3 separate regions of the Sus scrofa genome follow, and all the other regions are linked to region 3. Evidence: chromatin contacts called from public HiChIP or PLAC-seq data. All regions are on one chromosome and are shown on one strand. Each heading gives the region's core, a stretch centred on a gene start, on an enhancer-like site or on the middle of the called end of the contact. The rest is flanking DNA. Distances are from core to core; before and after follow the strand shown. Region 1 holds the start of FHL1 (four and a half LIM domains 1). Region 2 has its middle 29 kb from the start of INTS6L. Region 3 holds the start of MMGT1 (membrane magnesium transporter 1).

The links. HiChIP or PLAC-seq counts read pairs in DNA pulled down with a chosen protein or histone mark.
Region 1: an H3K27ac HiChIP or PLAC-seq map of alveolar macrophages shows a contact between it and region 3, with 4 times the contacts expected there. The contact joins the promoter of FHL1 here to the promoter of MMGT1 in region 3. A contact is called at or near these places in 1 of 5 promoter capture datasets (liver) and 1 of 2 datasets of contacts at active chromatin or transcription factors (alveolar macrophages).
Region 2: a contact with region 3 is called in an H3K27ac HiChIP or PLAC-seq map of alveolar macrophages. The contact joins the enhancer-like site here to the promoter of MMGT1 in region 3. A contact is called at or near these places in 2 of 5 promoter capture datasets (fetal liver and liver), 5 of 47 Hi-C or Micro-C datasets (blood, fetal liver, liver and 2 more) and 1 of 2 datasets of contacts at active chromatin or transcription factors (alveolar macrophages).

The regions. Positions count from the first base shown.
Region 1 is chrX:111,354,305-111,359,150 of Sscrofa11.1, forward strand. FHL1 (four and a half LIM domains 1) reads left to right here and starts at 1,934. Exons shown (of 6, transcript NM_214375.1): 1 at 1,934-2,273. The coding sequence starts at 2,252.
Region 2 is chrX:110,981,051-110,985,586 of Sscrofa11.1, forward strand. No RefSeq gene overlaps it. Among named protein-coding and RNA genes, the nearest start is that of INTS6L, 29 kb to the right of the region's middle. Within about 2 kb of position 2,056, at least 2 of the 83 cell types and tissues checked have an H3K27ac peak or open chromatin away from gene starts, as enhancers often do. A contact at or near this core is called in alveolar macrophages, where this site is marked.
Region 3 is chrX:111,156,878-111,161,543 of Sscrofa11.1, forward strand. MMGT1 (membrane magnesium transporter 1) reads right to left here and starts at 1,421. Exons shown (of 4, transcript NM_001243208.1): 1 at 1,279-1,421. The coding sequence starts at 1,357.

The sequences.
Region 1 (4,846 bases), core at 684-3,183, 200 kb after region 3:
ACAGTGCAGTGATTACTAAGGATGTCATCACACATCATCCTTTGTTAATGTGTAACGAAGGTGGCTCAGCTGCTGATGAAACCGGTGACTGGGCGTCTGCTGAGGAACTGTCAGGGTTACCGAATCGCTGGTCTAAGACAGGGCAAAGCTGCCAGCTTTCCTTACTGAAGAACTGATTTTCACCTGGCAGAGGACCTGTCTTCCCTGTTTCGCTTTTGTGTAGTTGTGTGACGAGGGGACATGGGCAGTGGGGACAGGTGTCAGAGCAGGCGTGGCCACACCTCATACAGTTTTGCGAAGGCACGGTTGGCCTGGTTGGTGAAAGTCACCGACCGAATAAATGCCGAGGCCCAGCTCACACTGGCCTGTCAGAGGTGACTGATGAATTGATGGGCAGGAAGCAGGTCTGTTGTGTTTTCTCTTGGGTTTTAGGCAAAATCGACTTAGGCTTTTTGCTAAAACATTTCCTGGGCCAGGGATTGAACCGGTGTCACAACAGGGACCCGAACCGCTGCAGCGACAATGCCGGATCCTTAACCCATTGAGCCACCTGGGAACTCCAGCCCGTTGCTATTCCGTTGTCACCTTTCGCAGTGCTCAGCTGGCTAAAGGGACGCGTCTGCTTGCTGGGAGTAGACCTCCCGAGGCCACGCGCTCTGCTTGTTGTTTGCAGCCCTGCGAGGGGGGCCATTAAAAGCGCCTTGGCCCTAACCCAGCGTTTACCTCACTAAATGGAAAATTTAGTGTTTATCAGGGTTAAGCATCTAATAAAATAGGAGCCTTTCCTCTGGGTGCAAAGTCTCATTTGTTTTAGGAGCAAGGCCTTGTTCATACTGGCCAGTCTCCTGCTCTCGCGCAGTCAGCCCAGCTGGGAAAGAGGCCTTTCTCTCTCCGGGCTTTTTGGGGGCACTACTGTGTGATAAATCTGCCTGTAGCATCCTGGCTTTGAGGGTGCTGTTACCTTCTGCTAACTGGGAGCTCCTGGCAGTCCGGGCTGTCTTTAGAATAACTTCCCGTGAGACAGTGGAAGGGCACAGGCGTCCTCAGAGTCTGGCATCCGTTGCTGAAGCGGGTATGGCTCACCGGCCAGGCCTGGGGACAGAAGACGAGGAAAGCATGGCCCTGGCCCCCGAGTCAGGGTTGTCTACACTCCTTGATGTTCAGTGGCGGAAGCCACTTGTAGGGTTCTGGGTGGGACTGTGTTTCACTTTTATGTGAGGCTTGGCAAACCCTTTTCAAGTTGTGGAATTTGGTTTTTCCACACGGAGTCACTGAGGAAGCTGGGGGCAGTGGGGGCAGCGTTCGGCGGGGTGGCTGGGGAAGATGGCCCGAGAAAGTGACCTGAAGCCAAGCCTGGAGGAAGCAGAGGAGCCAGCGCGAGGCCCGGGGCGGAGGGCCCGGCTGCCGGGGGCGGGTACCCTGGGGTGGGGCGGGTGAGGAGGGCGCAGGGCACGGCCCGGGCGGGGGCGCCCACGGCTCCTCCTGGGGCCCCGTCTCCAGCCATCGCATGGCCCGTTGGGGTCACGGTGTTTCCGTCCCCGTTTCTGCTTTCATCGTCCCTGACAGTGGAAAGCAAGGGGCTGCGTTTGTGGGACACGGTCTCTTCCTCGTGTACTAGCAGGTGCGTGCGTGTGTCTGCCCCTCCGGGCCCGCCCTGTCTGGCACTCAGGAGGGGTGCTCTTTTCAGGATCCTGCCAACCTCCGGGACAGACCCAGGAGGACACGGGCCGTGCCCTCGACCTGTGTGGCCCTCGGGTCCAGTGCGTCTTTCCCCCGCTGCCGCCGGCGGTCTGTCTCGTACAGTTACTTTGACCAGTAGCAGCACAAACTCGCGTCCTTCCGGGGCCCGCGGGCGAGCTCATCGGGCGTATAAAGTAGATTAATGGGGTGGCTCAGCGTTGAGGTATGCCACGGCCGCGTCCAAATTTTATTCCGGTACAGGGATCACTTTCTCTGCGGCCTCTCTGGCTCTGGAGCTAATTTGGATGCTGAGTAGCCCCACAGGTATTTATATGTAGTGTTTGGTATTTTTACTGGGTCCTATTCTTCTCCCTTGGATCACCTAAAATGGTTAAGAATTTTCGAGTGGGATTAAGGTTGCGATCTCTGGGGAGGGTGGGCCATCTGCTCTCGGTTATTTTCGTGTTCACCGCTTCCCCTTAAATGTATGTTCACAACGGAGCCGCAGCCTTATCAGCCGGGCCCAGGGGACAGTGGCTCCAGGTGCGGCTTGGGACTCGCTGGCGGAGCCATGGCCTCCCACAGACATGCAGGTAAACGCGGCGGCGGCGGCGGCCCCGGGCGGCCCCGGCTTCTCGGAGCACAGGGTGCCGAGGGCCCCGCGTCCGACCTTTGTTTAAGAGATATTTTTGGGTGACGTGATTTCAGTCCTGTCTAAATAGTAACAGAGCCGTAGCTCCTCTCTGCTCAGGCCTTGCCTCCCTCTAATGCTGTTTCCGGGACAAAAGAGATCTTGTTCAGGTAAAGTCAACAGCTCGAGTAGCTTATTTCTTGAAAACATGTAAACACGTTGCTCCAGAGCCCTTTGGCAGGACGTCTGGGAGGCTGGAAGCGATTGGGTGAGGAAAGAGGTTTTCGTCGTGACTGTTCGCAGTTTGGGGGTTATTTGTAAGATACAGATCTTCATCTTGACAGTGCTTTAAACCGAATTTCAATGTTTAGAAAAGGTCAGCCGTGGAACATGGAGCTGCAAGAAGGAAGACTGATAACGCAAAGTCCGTGCTGCCCTAAGGCCCTCTTCTCCTCGGAAGGGCCCTGTGTCTGGTCCTCCCGGACACACAGCCGGGAGCCTTCGGCTGTGACACGTAGCCCCCCAAGTCTTCTGATCAGAAAACAGGGCAAAGCTGCGGACCCTCTAGACTGTCGGTGCCCCAAGAGTCTCCCTCTCGTTTGATGCCCTGACGTGGAGGAAGCCTCTGGCGTGGACCAGACCCCCGGGGGACGGGGCCCGAGGGCTGCAGGGCGGGCAGGTCTCTGGGCTCAGCCTGCTGCCTCGCTCCTCCCAAGCCAGGACTGTCGCTGTGGCTCTGTGGCCCTCTTGCTAAGGAACGGTCCCCTTTCTTAGCAGCCAGGCACTTCGGCCCATCTCTCAGCTTTCAGATGAAGGGTCGATGTCATTCTCAGTGGCAGTCTTTTGGAAACAACAGTTTTGAGAACTGAGTGTTGCCTGTGGCTGTTTAGATAAAGGCAGTACTGGGCTGTTTAGATAAAGGCAGTACTGGGTCAGATTTCTCTGTCGGGGTTTGAACCAAGCGTGCTGCCGTGGGATGCGCTGCTTTGGTCCGCCTGTCCGCTTGTCCTCCTTGTTCCCAAGGCTCTCGAGCTGCCTGCTGTCTCTTCCTCCACCCGGGAGCCATTGTACCAGCTCGGCACCACAGGCCCGAGACTGTGCTAATCTAATCGGCCAACGTCCGCAAGCTCTGGGTGTAGACAAACTAGCCGGCTGTACCAGTTGTTCCAGTGGACCTTGGACGCAGGTTAACTGGTAGAGGAACTGCCCGTTTTATTTACTAATTAAATGACAGGATAAGGAAATCTGTTTCAAAGGTGACATGTTTATAACACGCCCAACCTTGGATTTTGAAACTATACCACATCCTGACGTTATTCTTCTATAAATCTGGAGGCTGTAACTGTAACGAAATTAGACAAATTGCTGACACCTTCTAGGTGATTTTTAAAATCAGGAGCTAGCATCTTGTGTCGCGTTAGGTTCAATAGGTCCGTGAGAGCAGATGAGAGAGAAGTGCCCTGAAGTGGACTTTGTGTGGACAGGGTAGAGGCTTGCAGAATCGGATAGGTCAGAATCCATTTTTAGGGGCCGTCCGCATCCAGAGAGGATGTTTCAAGGGCGAGCCTTGATCCTTACTGTCTACAGAGGGCCTTCCTTTACCCTTTGGCCCTTCACGTCGAGGCCGGCCTGGCGGGGGCCAGCGTGGGGGGGTGTGCTGGGCTGGGGGCGCGATCCCGGGGGACCGCGTCCTAAAATAACGGAAGACTTGGGCGAGGGTGACACTGAAGGCTTTGTACTTGCCGTGACCACTAGCGGACGGCCTGCCGCTTCGCCCGAGAAACCGAAAACACATGTTGCTGCCAGTGTGTGCCCTGCTCGGCCCGCCCCGTGTCAGCACCGAGCGGCCCTGGACGGGGCGGGGCGGGGGCGGGGCTTGGACCCCGGAGGCCAGTGTCACCTGCCACCAGCCGCCCGCAGGAGACTTGCGGTGTTTTCCTAACACAGCGTAGGAGGCAAGTTGTTAACAACGGTCTGTTTGTAAGGGAAAAACACTTGGCGGTGTTCGGCGAAATTCTCTGACCGGCCCCTTTTCGCGGGTCTCCTGAGCCCGCCCCGTGGCAGCCGCTTAGGTGTTCAATCCCCAGCCCGTCGGGCGCCTCCCCTTCCCCCGCTGAGGCTTCCCCCGCCAAGGCTTGGTTCTCTGTCTGCTGAGTGTGCTCGGGAAAGCAGTGTACCCTTTCCTTGGGAGCCAGTACCTATACGCAGAGTGACTAATGTACTGCTGGGTTGGACTGAGCAATTAACAGACCAGACGTAACGGGCATTTTTTCCCGATTTGAGCGACTGCTCATTGTTTACACTGTACATCACACCCCTCAGGGAAAATGCAGTTAGAAAAACGCTACCTGGTCGTAATAATTCACTTTTTCCTTAAATCGTCTTTATTTTGAGCCATCTGGGCAGGCGGGGAGAAATGAAGATTAGCAGGAAAACATGAGCGAATATATACAAAACCAGAAACAAGATGATTAAATGCAAATTGGATCTTCTCTAATGAGGTTTATAGTTTAAAAAAAAAAGTTGTAACATTGT
Region 2 (4,536 bases), core at 806-3,305, 180 kb before region 3:
CCACTGAGCAAGGCCAGGGATTGAACCCAAAACCTCATGGTTCCTAGTCGGATTCGTTAACCACTGAGCCACGACAGGAACTCCCCTGCGCCACGACGGGAACTCCTAGACTCCACACTCTTAAAACTATGCTAGAGTAAAAATGAAGGACTATGGAGTTCCCGTCCTGGTGCAGCAGAAACGAATCCGACTAGGAGCCATGAGGTTGTGGGTTCGATCCCTGGCCTCGCTCAGTGGGTTAAGGATCCAGCATTGCTGTGAACTGTGGTGTAGGCCGGCAGCTGTAGCTCCGATTTGACCCCTAGCCTGGGAACTTCCATATGCTGCGGGTGCGGCCCTAAAAAGCAAAAAAAAAAAAAAAAAAAAAAAAAAAAAAAAAAAAAAAAAAGTGCAAGATTTATGTACAAGGATGTTTATTGCAGTATTGTTTATAATAGAAAAGATGGAAATGACCCAAATGTCTATTGATAAAGGAACTGACAAAATATACAATAGTGCATTATTTAACAAAAACTAGATAGAGCTACATGTATGAATATGGAAAAATGTCCTGTTGTACAGATCATTGAAGAAAGAAAGTTTAAAAATAGTATGAGTAGGTTGTTTAAAAATTGTTTTGTCAATAAATGTTATTATACATGCAAGAAAAAATATTTGGAGGAATAGATACCAAACTCAACATAGTTATCTTTGAATGGCTGGGACTATGCAATACTTTCACTTTCGAGAATACTCCTACGGTTCTGCAATGTTACAAAATTTTGGAATCAGGAAATGACATTACATTTTTTCCTAGTTAAAAAACAATGTAAAACCTTCCTCTGAGAAAACACATGATAACATTTTTGAGTGAAAGCTAGCTTCTGAGAAAATCTTGGTTTACTCCATAGCTCAGGGAATAGATTTGACAGCTCTTAACTTGACCAACCAAGTGTAACAGAGTGGAGTTTAGCAAAAGGCTCTGAGCAATTAAACCTGCAGAATAATTACCAGCCATCAGAGCTTCTGATGGAACCCAGGCCTTTGCACTGTCGTCTTTGATCTGCTCTCAGGGCCTAATGCTCTAAGCACTTAGTGCTTTGGTGGGGGCAGGGGGTGAGAGCTCAGTTCACATAAGACCACCTTCTTAAAAACCTTCCATGGCTACCAATTGCCTACAGACCAAACCCAACCAAATCCAAACCATTTAACATGGCCTTCAAGGTCCTATGTCACTTCCTAGCCCTAAATTCCCAACCCAGTCAAAGGGCTTATATAGCATAATGCTAAAGAGTTCAGGCTTTAGATCTTTTTTTTTTTTTAAACCACCTTTATTGAAGTGTCATTGATACGCAAAGAACTGAACATATTTAATGTGTACAATTTGATGTTTTATTTTTCAAATAATTAATTCATTATTTTTTATTTTTTGTCTCTTTTTTTTAGGGCCACACCTGAGGCATACGGAGGTTCCCAGGCTAGGGGTGGAATGGGAGCTGCAGCCGCTGGTCTACACCACAGCCGCAGCAACTCTGGATTCGAGCCATGTCTACAACCTGAACCACAGCTCATGGCAATGACAGATCCTTAACCCATTCATCAAGGCCAGGGATCGAACCCACCTCCTCAAGAATGCTAGTCAGATACCTTTTTTTTTTTTGCTGAGCTATAATGGGAACTCCTCAGGCTTTAGATCTTTAGCCAGATCTAGGATAGAATTTTCTGCCTCATCTCCTTTTCAACAAACCCTAAGCTATTTGTTCTTCAAAGCCAAGTGAACTTGTCCTTTCTCCATGCCCCACCCTTCCCAGATCCCTATCAGAAAGCATTCAGCTGTCTTTCCCTTAAACTCCTGCATAGCTCTGTACTGTGCTTACAGAGTAAGTTTTTTGTAATGCCTCTCTTAAAAAAATGTCAGCCCCATTAAGGTAAGAAGACCTCGCAGTGCACAGCATATTGCTTGCACAAGCCAGGCTGATAGCAAATATTTACGGAATGAATGAATAAATGAATGAATGGATTTCCTTGTTCATCAACCGCCCGGCCCTATTATACCTGCCACCACCAGGTGGCAGTATTCTCCCTTTCAACACACTGCCACACATTAGAGCCTAATAACGTCTTGCAAGTAGAGCAACTTCCAGTTTAAGATAGTTTGGTAGAGATGAAAGTTCTGAACTCAGGGTCAGGTAACTTGGCCTTTTATCTTCAGATCTTCTCCTAAGTAGATATGTGACCTTCAAGTCGGCCCCTTCACTTCCTGGATCTGTTTCTGTGTCTTCAAGATGAAGTAGTAGGATGGGATGATTTGCATAGTCCAGCATTCTATGACTTTCATTCTCTGCAAACTCCAGATAACTAGAGCTATGAGATCCTTGGATAGTTGCCATCATTATTTCTCATTTATTCTAGAATGTTCTTGCGATAACAATATGGTCAGAGGCATTTCCTTATAATCCTCTCCAAACAGTCTTTCCTTGTTTGGATATGATGGGTTACACCAGGACCGGATCTTCCCAAGTCTTTGACTAGGGTTGACCCTCAGGAGGAAACTGGGTAGTGATCCTTAGAAGTGAGAGAAAGAGGTGGATGAGGGGGGAAAACTCAGTTTAAGGGGATCAGCCAAATCCTATATTAGCGGGAAGGAACTCTGAAGTATTTATTTTGAAACTATTTTTCTTCTGTATAAATGTGTTTCAAAAGTCATATTCAGGAAAAGGAGTACTTACTTCTTTTTTTCCTTGTCTTTTTGTCTTTTGTTGTTGTTGTTGTTGCTATTTCTTGGGCCGCTCCCGCGGCATATGGAGGTTCCCAGGCTAGGGGTTGAATCGGAGCTGTAGCCACCGGCCTACGCCAGAGCCACAGCAACGCGGGATCCGAGCCGCGTCTGCAACCTTCACCACAGCTCACGGCAACGCCGGATCGTTAACCCACTGAGCAAGGGCAGGGACCGAACCCGCAACCTCATGGTTCCTAGTCGGATTCGTTAACCACTGCGCCACGACGGGAACTCCCAGGAGTACTTACTTCTTATCACTACTATTGTAGTTCAGCTATCCAAATTTTTTTAAAAACCACAGTTCTGTATCAATACAACACTGCCGCTGCCTTCCCAGTTGGGGAATAGACAGGAGGCCAAGGGAAGTACAGGCCGACATAGGAGGAGAGAGACTCTTATTGTCTAAATTAGGTTTTAAAGGCAAGAAAGGACAAAGGGCTGCCAAGTTTATTTCGAAAAAGATGTACATAAGCAGGGGTTTACATTTACTTAACAGATTTAACGGGCATTGCGTTTAAAGTTTTGATACTTATTATTATTATTTTTTTTTGTCTTTTGTCTTTTTAGGGTCGTGCCCACGGCACATGGAGGTTCCCAGGCTGGGGGTCTAATCGGAGCTGTAGTTGCCGGCCTACACCACCGCCACAGCCACGCCAGATCCAAGCCACATCTGTGACCTACACCACACACCACAGCTCACGGCAACACTGGATCCTAACCCACTGAGTGAGACCAGGGATCGAACCTGCATCCTCATGGATACTGGTCAGGTTCATTACTGATGAGTCACAATGGGATATGTTCTTTTGGTCAAAAGTTGAACTTAGTGTAGAAGTCTGATTCTAGCTCCTGATGAAATTTAGAATAAGGATCTTCTCTAAGAGGGAAGCTGACAAGTGGGGGAAAAATGCTTCCTGGTTACAAAGAACTAAATGTTAGTTTAGGAACTAAACTTCCTTTAAGTTTAAAGCTTAAACTTTAGCTGATTCAATAATCTTAATGCCTCTAAAGAGATAATATCTTCATAGACAACAGCAGGAAAGGATGGGGAGATTTTTTTGGGTACATGTGCAGCATTAAGGGACAGTGGGACTGAATCTCATAATATTTTTTTTCTTTTTTAAATTCTTTTTTCTTGAATCATAATATTAAGTGAAAGAAAAATAGATTTCAATATCTATACACAATATGAGCCATGGTCTTTGTGTGTGTGTGTCTTTTTGTTTTTTTAGGGCTGCACCCACAGCATATGGAGGTTCCCAGGCTAGGGGTCGAATTGGAGCTGTAGCTGCCAGCCTACACCACAGCCTCAGCAATGCGGGATCCAAGCCGAGTGTGCAACCTGCACCACAGTTCACGGCAATGCCAGATCCTTAACCCACTGAGCGAGGGCAGGGATCCAACCTGCATCCTCATGGTTCCTAGCTGGGTTCGTTTCCACTGAGCTGCGATGGGAACTCCCGAGCCCTTGTCTTTAATTGTAGTGCACACACATAGAAAAATGAATGGCAGACGATATAAAAAATATGTTCATGGCAGTTATGACGGCAAGACAGGAAATAAGCAATTTTTGTTTCCTTCTGTATAATTTTCCGTATCTTCTCAATTCTCTTGGGAAATGAATGTCAAGGGCAAGCAACTATGTTCGGACTGGAAATGACAGTTCTGTGGATCCCTGAAGCCCGTCTTGCTGCCCAGCCCCCACAGAGGATCCAGGAAAAAGCCTCCTTGGAGCTGAGCTACTAAGGAGTCACATGTCCCCTAGACTGGCCTGCGTT
Region 3 (4,666 bases), core at 171-2,670:
ATTGGCGCTTTGAAGGAAGTCACATTTCGTTTTCTACTTTAGTCCTGAAGATGGAAAGTAATCTAGCAAAGAAAGGAATAAAGGTCAACTCTGAATTTGTTCCCTTCATTCAAGTTCTTAAATACCTACAGTGGAGAACACTGTGCTAGGCATGAAATTACAGAAATAAACAAAATATACATTGTCTCTGTCCTCATGGGTTCTATAGGTTAGGAAAGAGGTCAGCAAACTGTTCCTGTAAAGGACCAGATATTATTATCTGTTGCAACTACTCAACTTTGCCCTTAGTGAGCGGCCAGACAATACCCAAATGAATGGGTGTGGCTGTGTGCCCATAAAACTTCACTGATGGACAGTGAAACCTGGATTTTATATAACTGTCATGGATCATAAAATGATATTCCTTTGTTTTTTCCAAAACAAATTAAAAGTCTAAAAGCATTCTTAGCTCCCTGCAAAAACAGGAGGGAGGCCGCATTTGGCCCACATGCCAGAGATGGCTAGCTCCTGGTCTAGGAGAGAAGACCTCAAAACAGATCAACCGTCTCAAGACTGCACTGCATCCTCTGCTGGACTCCAGGTTTCTTCTTGACCTCACAATTGTATGCGTATGATAAAGTACTTTTACTTTTTTTTTTTTTCACTTAAACTTCCCTATCGCTCTTTGACATAGACAGGGCACGAATTAAAATCCACCTCAATGAAACTTCAGGGAAGGGATATGATGTGCCCAAGGTCACGGATTTAGTGGTAAAGCAAGTTTTTAAGAACCAGCCTTCCAATCCCCCAGTTCAGTGCTCTTCGCCCTGGATCACAGTGCCTCCCTGAGGCAAATGGTCACCTAACTTCTCAGTGTGCCTGGACAGCCCAGGAGTGCCCAAGATGTTGTCCATCTAGTTGTCATGGGGCCGTGAGCATCCGAGATCCTCAGTCTGACACTTTGTCTGATCAGCCCCACGCTGGATCTGACATCACTTGTTTCGAATTCTCGGATAGACTTCCTCTCTGCCCATCCTGCAGCCCGCCGGTCCCGTGCTGAGCCCTCTCCCCAACACCCCCTTCCAATCCTGCTGCAATCCCAGGTGCCCCACTCTCCTCTAACTCACACTGAAAGCCTTGCACCGGGGAGCCCTGTACTGCTTCTCACACTCACCCCAAAGTCTAAGGTCTCAAATGACCGTTCCCGGGACACTCGGTCCGACACTCCCTTCAGGGGTGCGCCCACACGTTGCCCCCGGAGTCCCGCACGGGAGCGGTCCCCGTCCCCCAGGCACTTACGCTGCGCAGCGGAAAACGCCGCGTGGGCTAGGGCGAAGAGGCCGATGCCCACCAGCCCCTTCCAGAGCGACGGCGCCATGACTCCGAAGGAGCAGCAGCCCAACAAAGAAGCGAAGGGCGGCGGAGCCGTTCCTTCCTCCACCGGCGGGTGTCCGCGCAGCGCGGAGAGATGACGTCACTGAACCCCTGGGCGCGAAGTGCCTGAGAGGTGGGAAAAGCTAAGAGCCATGAGAAAGCGGAAACAGGAATGCCGGGAAGAAGGAGAAAGCGACACGGAAAAAGGTCCGCGAGTGGCGAGGAGCCGGGCCTGCGCCGGGCTGCCGCTCTGCGAGGGGCGGAGCTGAGCAGAGGGCATCAAAGAGGAGGCGAGAGCGAATCAATGGGGAAGCGGAGAAGATGGGCGCCAGCAAATGAGCGCGCGCCGTGGGGCAGGGGGCGGGGCCTGCGGGGAGTTCCGGGCTGGGCAAAGGAATTGGGGCACTGGGGGCTGGTGTTAAAGGTGGTCTGTGCTGGCTCCCTACCCCTGGGCAGGGGGAGGTTGTTTGTTTGTTTTGCTTTTCCCTTGTCAAGCTGCGTTCTTTGTTTTCTGTCGACCTTTCCTGTATTTCAGCCTTCTGGCAACCGGCACTGCGGAAGGAGGCAAGGGTGTGAAAGCGAGGTGGCGGGTGGGATGTAGAGGAAAACCACCCTGGATTTGGAGCCCCAAATAAGTGGTAGGCCGGGGGGAGGGTAAAAGTTAGTTTCCTTCTAAGTGTCCGTACCTTCCCGCCCAAAGTGTAGCCCAGCGGGACGTTCTGTCATGAAGAGAACCAGTTTACATAAGGGAGAAATGAAATGGGAAGAATAAAAGGATGCTAACAACACAGGCCAATCTTCTGCCTCTGTGATCAGAATAAAATATACTCTCCTTTCTCGATATGTGTGTGTGTGTGTATTTGGTCTTCAGCCCATAAAATACAGACAATTTGATATCGGAACTTCATACACCTAAGAGAAAAGTTATATTCCTTATGCTTCTTTAGAAATGACTAGTTTAAAATTGAATAGCTTAGAGCCCTTCCTGTGCTTCTCCCTGGCTTAATTGCACTCTTTTTTTTTTTTTTGTCTTTTTGCTATTTCTTTGGGCCGCTCTCACGGCATATGGAGGTTCCCAGGCTAGGGGTCGAATCGGAGCTGTAGCCACTGGCCTACGCCAGAGCCACAGCAACGCGGGATCCGAGCCGCGTCTGAAACCTACACCACAGCTCATGGCAACGCCGGATCCTTAACCCACTGAGCAAGGGCAGGGACCGAACCCTCAACCTCATGGTTCCTAGTCGGATTCGTTAACCACTGCGCCACGACGGGAACTCCTAATTGCACTCTTAACACAATCACCCCTGAGCTTCAGATTAGGCACCCTGAGCACAATTGCCTGTGGGTCAAAGATTAAGCACATGATGTTTTGGGGGGGGACTTTCCTAGATTACCCTAATATCTGAACAATATGCTCTTTTCAAAAGTTTTTTTTGTTTGTTTGTTTTTTGTCTTTTCTAGGGCCGCACCCACAGCATATGGAGGTTCCCAGGCTAGGGGTTGAATCGGAGCTGTAACCACCGGCCTGCGCCAGAGCCACAGCAATGCCAGATCCGAGCCGCGTCTGCAACCTACACCACAGCTCACAGCCACACCGGATCCTTAACCCACTGAGCAAGGCCAGGGACCGAACCTGCAACCTCATGGTTCCCAGCTGGATCCACCAACCACCAAGCCATGACAGGAACTCCCGAAAGTATTTTTATTTTGGGAAAAATCGAGATACGACGACCCAGAAGACCACCAGGATCTTGCGGAGACCTCATGACACCAACCTCAATTCCACCAACTAAGGAGTCCCACAAAGAAAGAAGAATGCATATTTGTCCTCAACCCCAGTTCTTATCCCGAACCTTGTTTTTCTCCTTTTTACTATAAAACTCCCTGCAATTCTTCCCAATGGAGAACAGTCTTCAAGGCAGTAGCCCACTGTGGCCTCCTTTGCCTGGCAAAGCAATAAAAGCTATTTTTTTCTCCTTTACCCAAAACTTTCTCCTTGTTTCTATTCTGCATCAATGAACAGAGGCTGAGTTTCGGCAACAATTTTATGTTGACCTCTTTACACCCTGCTGTCCTTTGGCCTGCTTGCCTATTTATTCCCACTGCTTTCAGCCGTTGTCAATATTAGTGATTCCAAATCGACATCTGTCTCCCAAATGTCTCTCCTTAGTTCCAGACTTGTATTTCCAACTACCTGCTGATCATTTCTTTCTATCATGTGGCACTCCATTTTTTTTTTTTTTTTTTGGCCACACCTGTGGCATATGTAAGTTCCCAGGCCATGGCTCAAATCTGTGCTGGATCCTTAACCCATCCCACTGCATCCAGCCAGGGATGGAAGCAGCACCAGAGCCACTGCAGAGACAACGTCAGATCCTTAACCTGCTGTGCCACAGCGGGAAATCCTGGCACTTCAAATTTAATATGGCTGAAATAGAATTTGTCTCTTTTAACAAACTCCACCACCTCTCATGGTGCCCCCTGACTGGTTGGCATAACGTTGTAAACTGCATATCACAGGGTAAATGCAAAGTATGAGCACCGTCCTTTCCCCTCAACCCCGTCAGAATTCTGCATTTGAGCTGCATCCATTTGCTCCCTCTCACTTGCTGCTAGACACCACTCCTGACCACCCTTTCAAATTTGCACTCTTCCCATTCCTGATCCCCCTCATCTGCTCTATTTTCTTATCACCTTCTCATATACTCTGTAATTTAATTTATCATGTTTGTATGTTATGGTTTACTGTCTCTCTTCCCCTAGAAATGTAAGTTCCAAGAGGACAGAGATTTCTGTCTATACCGAGAACATTGCCTATCACATGGTAGGTATTTAATAAATGTTTGCTAATGAATGAATGAATTATGGGAGAGAAGTGGGGAGGGATGTACCATCATTTGAAAAGATCTCAGAGTTCCCGTTGTGGCTCAGTGGTAATAAACCCGACTAGAATCCATGAGTACACAGGTTCGATCTCTGGCCTTGCTCAGTGGGTTAATGATCTGGCATTGCTACGAACTGTGGTGTAGGTCGCAGACACAGCTTGAATCCTGTGTTGCTATGGCTGTAGTGTAGGCTGACAGCTGCAGCTCTGATTCGACCCCTAGCCTGGGAACATCCATATGCCATAGGTGTTGTCCTAAAAAGACCAAAAAAAAAAAAAAAAAAAAAAACAGATCTCTAGGAGTTCTCATTGTGGCTCAGTGGGTTAAGAACCCCGACTAGTATCCATGAGGACTTGGGTTTGACTTCTGGCCTCACTCAGCAGGTTAAGGATCCAGCATTGCCATGAGCTGAGGTGTAGGTCGCAGAC